Linked DNA regions of Mus musculus: region 1 is linked to region 2. Evidence: chromatin contacts called from public HiChIP or PLAC-seq data. All regions are on one chromosome and are shown on one strand. The core of a region is the stretch at or near the end of the contact, and the rest is flanking DNA. Distances in the headings are between cores, read along the strand shown. Region 1 overlaps Hormad2 (HORMA domain containing 2). Region 2 holds the start of Osm (oncostatin M).

What was found. HiChIP or PLAC-seq counts read pairs in DNA pulled down with a chosen protein or histone mark.
Region 1: an H3K4me3 HiChIP or PLAC-seq map of bone marrow-derived macrophages shows a contact between it and region 2, with 3 times the contacts expected there. The contact joins the enhancer-like site here to the promoter of Osm in region 2. A contact is called at or near these places in 5 of 39 promoter capture datasets (3T3-L1-derived adipocytes, the HPC-7 cell line, frontonasal cranial neural crest and 2 more), 1 of 15 datasets of contacts at CTCF or cohesin (the NIH/3T3 cell line), 8 of 115 datasets of contacts at active chromatin or transcription factors (the 230-238 cell line, the SCID.adh cell line, bone marrow-derived macrophages and 3 more) and 3 of 9 other capture datasets (adipose tissue, liver and pancreatic islet).

The regions. Positions count from the first base shown.
Region 1 is chr11:4,399,260-4,404,329 of GRCm38.p6, reverse strand. All of the region lies in intron 10 of Hormad2 (HORMA domain containing 2), which reads left to right. Among named protein-coding and RNA genes, the nearest start is that of Hormad2, 39 kb to the left of the region's middle. Within about 2 kb of position 3,604, at least 30 of the 459 cell types and tissues checked have an H3K27ac peak or open chromatin away from gene starts, as enhancers often do. A contact at or near this core is called in the HPC-7 cell line, the NIH/3T3 cell line, bone marrow-derived macrophages and 1 more, where this site is marked.
Region 2 is chr11:4,234,010-4,239,122 of GRCm38.p6, reverse strand. It overlaps Osm (oncostatin M), which reads right to left and starts at 2,338. Exons shown (of 3, transcript NM_001013365.2): 1 at 2,210-2,338; 2 at 581-717. The coding sequence starts at 2,240.

The DNA.
Region 1 (5,070 bases), core at 2,355-4,854, 160 kb before region 2:
AGAGAGATGTGTTGAAGTTCACCACATAGAATAATTTCTCTTGTGAGCTCTATTTAAAACTCAAGACCATCAGAGTTACAGATCCTTGCTGGCACAACTCCAGGTTGAATTCTGTACCATCAGCTATTCAAGGACTCCATTAGAATACCAATTGCTTCCTCAAATATGTAACCTTTGCCTGATGAAAGTTCCCTTGCTCTGAACATAATGGAGTATCACTTGGAAGTGACAACTTACATATTCAATAAAAATGAGGTCTTTTTTATTAAAAATACACACACACACACACATATATATACATATATACTATCTACCTCATACCATAAATGAAATAATCTCTGTGTGTTTGTGTGTGTGTGTGTGTGTGTGTGTGTGAGATTTCATTTATGGTATGAGGTAGCTCAGACCCCTTTACAGTTTTATGTCTAATTATTTTATGCATGCAGACAAATAAATAACTTAGTGATACAGCTCAGTAAACAGACACAAACCAAACAGTAGGGACGGCTGGGACATGGGTCAGGCAAGCAAGATGCCCAGGGGAGAGAGTGAGAGCCTCCTTAAGTTGTTCTCCCTGGGTTCTTGCTTGTCTCAACACATCTTGGCCCTGCTGAATAGTCTGACAAAAGCATCAATCAGATCAAGAGGTGGGATACTACCAGCTGCTTAGAAACATAGTTTTAACCTCACAGTTCATACTCCAGTTAGCAAGAGCATTGGCATCCTTCCTTCTGTTAGCATGCATTTTTTGTTCATGCTGTCGCTGGTATCCATTTGGATGTGCTCTGACTTGGGGTCACTAGGACAGGCACTGCTAAGACTTCTGGTGCTCGGTGCTCGGTCAGGACATATTGACGGTGGGAATCAGGTTGGAAGGAGTGGACAGCTGAGTCAAAGGGCATGCATGCAGTTAGCCCGGCTAGGTACAGCTTCCCAAGCGCTTGTGCCGAGGTCCACACAGCTGCTTTGCATCTTCATCCACTTTGGCGATTTCTATCATTTTTATCAGGTATATTTTGTATGCTGAGCATATTTCATCTTGTTAGGGATAAGCATTCTAGTGGGTGGCAGTGATGAGTTGTTGTGGTTTTCATTTTTGTTTCCCTTCTGAATAGTGAAAGTCAGCACACTTGTCTGACTCACTGATGTGTAGGAATTCTACAGATACATTCTGTAGAGAAGTAATCCTCCAAAACAAGTGTATAGTAAATATCTTAACTTCATAAATGTCCTTTTCACTGTTTTATAGAGATATTTTATGAACAGTTCTTTTTTTTTAGAGGAATATAAAACAATTTCTTGACTGCTGTTCACCATTATTTACAACAAAGTATACAATATGCAGTTGAATAGCATTTGGTAATATGAAATGATTTTCTTGGTGTCTATTGAATCAGTAATCAAGAACTGGAAAGGAATGAGTCAGGGTAAAGAAAAAATGTACAGGTCAATAATTTATACCAAAATTTTGAACAGAAGTTTCTAATTTTAGAAGAATTCAACTTGTTAGTCTTTTCAAGCGACATTCAGCAGAATGAAAAGTATTTAGAATACTTCTTAAGAAACGTTTGTTAAGGACCCTTCGTTAGACAAGGGTTCAGTGCCCTTTTTGGGCTCTGTGGGCACTACACACACATACACAGAAAAATAATTTTTAAATACTTAAAGAAAAGAAATTCTAGTCTACTCCAGAGCTTACAGAGGCATACTCTGTGTCCTTCTCTAAAGGGACAGTAACCTAGCAGTAACCACAGGGAAAGAAGTTTTGTTTAATTATGGTGGAGTGTGCACATATGAGACACTGGCTTCAGTTTGCCTTAGTGCTGGGATAGGAGTGAAGGGAAACAGAAACAAAGATCACCATAAATATATATATATACATACACACACATGTATATACACATATACACATATGCATGTGAACATATGAGTACCTGGCCTTTTTCTCAGTCACTTTTGGCTATACTTGGAGTTATTTATGATGCTTTCACAGATTGGGAATCTATTATGTTTCTGTAGTTGTTTGCCTCTTTTCCATCTGGTGCTATTTATTTGAGTCCCTTTATTATTATATATGCCCCAAATCAGTATTTTTTAAAAAGTTAGGTTTTGATTGTGCTGTTCACATCTATTGCTTCTCTTTTCTTTTACTCATGGTTTCTTTTCTGTTTGTTTTCTCCCTGACCACACATTGATCTTCCCACCCATGTGCAGACGTGCATACCTATAGGGTCCTCACAGTACCATTGGTGTACAGATGTACACATCTGTCTTAGTCACTGTGAAGACACTGTGACCAAGGCAACTCTTGTAAAAAGAAAGCATTTAAATGGGGACTTGCTTACAGTTTCAGAGGTTTAGTCCATCTTGATGGGAGTATGGTGGCTTGCAGTCAGGCACTGGAACAGTAGCTAAGAGCTAGCTACATCCTGATCTGTAGGTGAGAAGACTTTAGACTTGGCATGGGCTTTTGAAACCTCAAAGCCCAAAGACACTTCCTCCAACAAAGCCACGCCTACTTATTGGTCTAATTCTTTTCAAATAGTGCTAGTCCGTGCTGACTAAGCATTCAAGTATATGACCCTATGGAGGCCATTCTCATTCACACCACCACAGTACCTACAAGTCTCTATCAATGCACAGACTTGTATTCCCTATAGGTCCCTCATTTTACTCTCTAAATGGAATTTCAATCATTTTCCTCTCAGGCTTACTATCTGTGGCACTAGGCACTGCCACTCTTCCAAACAACCAAGATGTTTAACCTCCATCCTCTCCTTACTCCTCACATCCTTTTGGATCGTGTTTCAGTCCGCTCTGTTTTGAAATACTTCTCAAGCCCGGCCCTATCCGACCATGCTGACTCAGGCCGTGAGGCTTTCTTGGTGAGTAACAGCTACAGTTCCTGACTGGGTCTCTCTAACATTCAGTCTGTCTTTCAGAGTGCCAGGAATGAAGGTATTTATCATTCTCAAATACTTCAAATAGTATTGTTTGTGTAATTTCAAGAGGCATAAAGATGCAGTGTATGAAAATAGCAGTTGTGAGCAGAGCAGAGGTAGGGAAGAGGGTAATGTGATAAAGCTCTTTGGCTGCTTTCGGTGGTAAGAATGGAACCAGGCCTTGTGCATGCTAGGCTTGTGTTCTATTACTGACTATAGCTACAGCCTGAAAGAGCTTTTTAAAACAATACAATTAACAACATTAAAGTAATTGAAAATTCAGATCTTTCAACTGTCCTTATATCTTATCAATACAAATTTTAACTTTGTATGCCCCATTCTTTTCAGTATTTTTCAATGGATATATTTATTTGTATATTATTTCAATAATGGTATATATAATTTCATTTTTATTTAGCAATAATTTTGTAAATATGTCCTACCTAGCCTTTATATGTAAAGTTCAATGACTTTTTGGTTCATTTAGGTTCATATCATTTCTCTATTTTTAAATATTTCGGTTGTCATACGTGAATGTTGAGCATTCCCCAGTACTTTACATTTAATGGCTTGGTTCCCAGGCTTGCACTATTGAGGACAGATGAAGCCTTTTAGGAAGTGGAACCTAGTAAGAGGCCTGGTAGCCAGGAAGCATGTCTTTGAAAATTAGCTTCTTCCTTCTCCCTTTTGCTTCCTGGTGATAAAGTCAGCAGTTTGTCCTGACACATACTCCCACTATGGTGTCCTGTCTTGTCACAGGCCCAAAGCAGTGGGCCAGTCAGTCAGGAACTCCAAAGCTATAAATCAACTATTTCTTAGTGACAAAGAGCTGACTAATGTGTAGGCTAATTTCTGATAATGCTATTATAAATAGCATTACAATAAATACCTTGCAAGTGTGACACCTCCTTTCCTTACCTTCTATTGGATTAACAGTAGCAGGAGTGAAATATACATATTTTTGAAATTTGTATAGAGTTTGGATGAATATTATCAATATATGATAATATTCAGAAACTTCCAGTTTTTCCACCTCCTAAGGATGGCATTTTTGATAATGATAGCTACTTGATAAAAAGGGGTAGCTCCCCATCACCAGCTCTGGTTACATCTATTACATGCATACATAGACATATATAATATGTACATATTATATATACATATAAAATACATGCGCACATATGCTTTTGTTCAAGATAGAGTATAGATGACTGTCTTTAGGATATTACAAAAACCAACGATTCAGGGAGTTGGCTGAGCTAAATTGATCTCTGAGATCTCTTTCATGCTCAGATTTACTGGGCTGTATTAAGACTGGTACCTTGAAAACAAACAAACAAAAACCAAAAAATAATGGTGTCTTGGCCAGACAATGGTGGCTCATGCCTTTAATCCCAGAACTTGGAAGCCATAGTTAGGTGGATCTGTGAGGTCAAAACTAGCCTGGTCTACATAGTGGGTTCCAGGACAGCTAGATTCATGTGGAAAGATCTTGTCTCACAAAACACAAAACAAAAACAAACAAAAAAAGATGCCTTGCTGTGAGGAAAACGATACAGAAGATGTAGTTTTTGCTCTGAGAACTAACTGAAGACACAGCAAGTATATGTTATGAGAATATTAGAGACGATGTGAATGACAGAAAGTTTTCCTATTTTTATGGTCTCACCATATAGCTCTGTCTACCCTGGAACTCACTATGTAGGTTAGACTATTCTCAAATTACAGGATCTTTCTGCCTCTGCCTCCAAGTTGCTGGAACTAAAGGTGTGTCCCAGCATGCTCAGCCTTTTCCTCAGTTTGTTAAGGTAGAAGGTTAAGCTGAGATTTTGGGTATAACCCAGGCTTGCCTGGAAGTAACTCACTGTGTGTCCAGGCTGGCCTTGACCTGAAGATCCTGCTACCTCAGTTTTCAGCCATTCCTTTTTTTTTTTTCCTTTTGCTTCTGTGGATTGATTTAACCCAGGATCTTATGTATGTTAAACATACACCTTATCATTCATGTCCCAACTCATTTTTTCTTTTTCTTTTTAAAGATTTATCTATTTTTATTTTGTATATGTAAGTATTTTGTCTGCATGTACATTTGTGCACCACATACATGAAATGCATGCAGAGACCATCAGAG
Region 2 (5,113 bases), core at 1,089-3,588:
AAAACAAACAAAAAAACACAAGCTCTTGTATGATCTTCCCAACAAAGAGATGGAAAAAAAAAACAACAAAACAAAAACCAAGGTATGAAGAGAAATCTGACGCCAGCAGAGATGGGCAGGAGGGCTGTCAGGGCCCTGGGGTGACTGTGCTTGCAGTGGATAGAGTGAGGGTCCCTAGGTGTGGTGGGGGCTGCAGGAGCCCTGACAGGTTCACTCACTGCTGCATCTGGGAACCTAGAACCAAATGCCAAACTTTCCAGACAGTCAGGAAATGGAGTTGGGGCCGGGCGGTGGTGGTGGTGGTGGTGGCGCACGCCTTTAATCCCAGCACTCGGGAGGGAGGCAGAGGCAGGCAGATTTCCGAGTTCGAGGCCAGCCTGGTCTACAAAGTGAGTTCCAGGACAGCCAGGGCTACACAAAGAAACCCTGTCTCGTAAAACCAACTGGGAGCGGAGCAGCTCTGCCGTCCCTAGAATGCCTCAGTTTCCCCTCCTGCCCCTTCCTGGTCCTCCATGTGTTCACTCTCTCACTAGTCCCCAAGATTCTCTGAGGTTCAGGTACCCTAAGGGCTGAGGCTTACATAGGGCTCCAAGAGTGATTCTGTGTTCCCCGTGAGGTTCGCCTGATTCTGCAGCTGGCTGAGGAGCTGAGAGGAAGAGTTGGAGCAGCCACGATTGGCCAGTGCCATGCTCAGGATGAGGAGACTGAGGGTCAAACCTGGGCAGAGAAGAGCGCATCAGTTACCTGACTGGTGGTTGTCCAGCCCAGGGGAGGAGCTGGGCACACAGTAGGGTCTGGGTTTGCACAGAAGCACTCACTGGGGCTACCACCTTCCACCATAAACCAAACAGGGTGAAGGAGATGGTGGTGGCTGCAATTTCCCTGCAGCTCTTCGGGGAGAGGTTGGGTTGTAGCCTCCAGCATCCCTGTCCTGACTTTATGGCATAACGAACAGACAAGAGAGTCCTCTATAAGATATCTGGCCTCATACAAGGGTTAGCTCTGTCCTAAGACTGACAGGTTAAGTTCCTGACTACTTTATAGACCTTAACATTCCCTGTAGGCAGAATAGAGTTGACCAGGGGTCTGTCCTGAGGTGCAGCCCCAGGGCAGCAGGTCACCTAAGCTCTTTTCACAGAGCCAGAAAAAGCACCTCTCCACTCACTGGGCCAGCCAGTGCTGACGGCCATTCTGCTGAAAGGTGAGCAAGATGCGAGAGGAAAGCCTGTCCAGGTCACCCATGCTCAGCACTCGCCCTGCCCTTCCTGCCACCGACACACGAACCCCTAACACACGCACACACCAGGACTGCTGGGAGCCCAGGAGAAGGTTGTAGGGGTGAGGGCAGATGATCATAGTTCCAGCTCGCAGGCCCCCACCCTCACAGGCACCGGCAGCCACGTGGTCGGAAGGGGCCTGTGGTGCAATGGCCCGGAAGGCTACGACACCATCCTTCCCTTCCTACAAACCAACCAGCCCCACCCCACCCCACCCCCTCGCCCCTGGGGAGGGCCTGTAGCCCAGGCGTGCCAACCACAAGTCCCCTCCCCATCTTCCCCCGTGTCTGCAGCTACACTGCCAGTGAGGGTCCACAGCGAGCTTGTAACAGGTGCACATGGACCAGTGCCTGTGGGGGTGTGCCCGTAGACCTAGGTGAGGCACTGCAGTACCTGCCCCGGTCACCGGGGGTTCTGGTCTGCAGGTGAGACTTCCTACCTTACTGAGAGGGAGGACCTGTTCCCACATAGATGGCTCTGCTTGCCTGTCCCCGTGTGGGTGTGGCTGTATGAGTGGCGGGATGATCTAAGGACCTCTGGCTTGGCTGACTTTGCATCTGCCCCAGACCCCGAGAATTGAATCAGAGCAAGAAGTGAGCCCCTTGCTCCATTTCCGCGCAGATCTGGAACTTCCTTCTCTGCTCATCCCCTACCTGCCTTGGGCTTCTCCAGACTCTTCTCACTCTTTCTCCTCTTCCCTCATGCCCTGGTCCCCGGCATGGTCTCTCTCACGCCTCCCTCTGGAATACCTTCCAGAAATACTACGTTTCCACCTGTGGCTATGCTGGGGTCTCAGTGGATCCCTGCCCTACTAGTTCTCCCTCTCGTCCACATCCTTCACTTGATCTACAGCTCCCAAGGGCAGAGGGTGCCTACAGCAGCCAGTTGGCCCAGCTGCGCCCTGGGATGGTAGAAAGGAAGGAAGTACTTACTGAGCAGTGTTCTTAGAAGCCGTGTCTGCATACTGGGTCCTGGTACTCTGGCCCGTGCCTCTCAGGGGTGACACAGCTTGGCTGGGTGTCCTGCAGGCTGGCAGCCACTTTATGCCCGACGGGGCGATTGGCCAACATCTCGTGAGGTGGGTGGGGAGGGGGAGGGGGAAGGGCAGGCCTTCTGGGAACATGACCCCAAAAACCAAAGTCTCCCCAGGCGGCCAATGGGCGCCATGCGCCATGACATGCCCGCTCCTCCTCCCGTTTTCTTCGAATTCGTTCTTCGAGGTCAGCCCCACGCCCAAGGATGATGTAAACCGCAGCCTCAGCCTTCTTGGGGTGAGCGGGCAGCACGGGGGTCCGTATCATCTTCAGGGATCAGTCCAGGGGTCAGAGCACGACTTGCAAGGGAGGCCACCCCTGGTCCAGAAACTACCAACCTCCTAGGACACGAAGGTTTAGGGCTAAAGGGAGCCAGACATCTTCCTTGTTGAGTGCCCTTCCCACCCTCTCGCTTGGGCTGTCGGGACATCTGTGAGCGGAAACCACCAGGCTCTGGGCACAGAGCCAGACTTGGGCCCCAAAGATTGTGCCTCTAATCCCAGGTCAGCATCTTCTAGCCCAACTCATTTCCATTGTCTCTATTAACTGTCCTCGCCCAGCCTTCCCAATCCCAGATCCTCTCTCTGTAGACAGGGTCCTTTAGGACCCTTGGAGCAAGAGAAATTAGAGAACGGGTTCAAAGCTTGTGACACGCTGTGTCGCTGTGTTGTCTGAGGCAAGTCACTCAGCTACTTTGAGCCCCACCTGAGAAAGCGAGAGAGAAAAGCACTCCTTGGTTCACCCCTCAAGGTCACTGCCAACATGGACATAAAAGGCAAAAAAGCCTTTGAAGAAAAAAGAAAAGACTAGGCTTGAATTCCAAGTACTGGTTTTCAGGGGATGGGATGGAGGGGGCGGGGGAGACCGGGAAGCTGTGAGCTCAGAGGGGAAGCTGGAGGGAGGGGTGGGGGAGCTGCGACAGTTGGACACAAGGTTTCACTTTCTCTGAAAGATAGCGATCCATCATGGGTGGGTCTTCTGCTTCTCCGCACTGAGGGACTGAGGCCCAGGCTGAGCCAGATCCACAGGCCATGCTTGGAAGCCACAGCACATCTGCCAAGCTAGAATGAGCATCCTTAGGCTGTACCTGCTGTTGGCCCTCATATATTCATTCAACAACCCCCCCACTCCCTATCCAGGAGGCGACTGTGCCCCCATCCACATATTCTCTGCACCTAGCAGAGTGTCCCCCTTGTTAGCAACTCCCCAGTACAGTCTAGACTAGATCCTTCTGAAGTCTTCATTTCCTCCTACTGAATTTCTTACCTCTGCCCACTCCAGGGTGCTGTTCCCTAGGGCCCTGGTCAGGGATCCTTCTGCATTTCATATCCGTGATGTCATCCTGGGACAGTCCCTATACCCCTACACTCAAGCTCTCACTGTGATAAGGAGACAGAGGGAAGCTCCAAGCAGCCCCAGATCTAGCCGGAGAGTGTTATGTCGTGCTTCTCGGAACCCATATGTTGGCAAGAGACCCTCCTTCACCTCAGTTGTTCCTTCCTCTCTCCCATGGACCATACACTACCTCCTCTGTTTAGAATAAAGGTGCCAAGGGGTGACTTGCCCTGTTGGAGGACACCTGCACAGTTGGGGGAGGTGTCCAGAGCCGGATGGCGTGGTACACATTTGTAATCTCTATTTCTCTAGAGGCTGAGACAGGACTGTGCATCAGAGGCCAGCCTGGGATAGACAAGGGGACTGATCTCAAAGCAAAATCAGGAGCTGGGCATACAGTCTCAAATAAATAAATAAATAAATTCAATTAAATAAAGTCAAAGGGAATAAATTCAATTAAATAAAGTCAAAGGGGCTGCCACGTCAACCTAGGCCAGCGCCTAGCCTCAGAGCTTAACACCCTGAGGGTTTCCTCCTACTACAGAAAAGGAGAGGAAGAAAGGAAGAGCGTGCATTTATTTACCTGGTGTCTGAAGGCATGTCTTAGCTGGGGGCCAGAGGGTTGTGCTGGACAGGCCACTGGGACTAAGGTCAAGAGCAAGGCTTGTGTGCATATTTATTTCCCGGAACTATCAAAATGGGAGGGCCTCTGCCCAAAGACACCAAAATCTGCAGAAGCCGCAGACCCTTCTAAAAATTGTGTGGTGTGTGCATGGAACCTCCACAGGGCCTCCTGTAGACAGCATCCTTCCCTAGATGGCAGATCATGTAAAACATGGTGTTATTGGGGAATCTCAAAAGGAGCATGTCTGCCTTCCTTCCGGAGGAGCCCATTTCTTCCTGGTTTCTATTTTCACCCCCCTCCCGCACACAGTTAATGAGTCCTCTGATATGGGGGCCACAAGCTGTGCAGCCTTGACAAGGACACAATGTATTTCCTACCATTGTACAGGCTAGACATTTGAGTAGGCTATCTCTGGGGCTGGATGCTCCCAGGTACCTCTCCTTTGCTGTTGATTTACTCAGGCCTGTTCTCATCTGTGTATCCCAGGCTGACCTCCAGCTCACACTGCAACCCAGAGTGGCTTTAGATTCTCAGTCCTCTTGCCTTGCGTTCCCCATCTTGGGATCATTGGAATGTGCTACCCCACGTGGCTGCTTCTTGGCTTATAGGTGGCCAAATTTCCACTGTGCCTTTATATAACCATTCACCCCCTTCTGCATTTTCTGTCCCCTGATCTCTTTGTTTTTATTTTCCTTGTTTTTTTCTTTCTGAGACAGGATTTCTCTGTGTAGCTTTAGCTGTCCTGGAACTCGCTCTAGAGAAGAGGCTGTCCTTCAACTCAAAGATCTGCCCGTTTCTGCCTCCCATGTGCTGGGATTAAAGGTATCCACCACCACAACCAC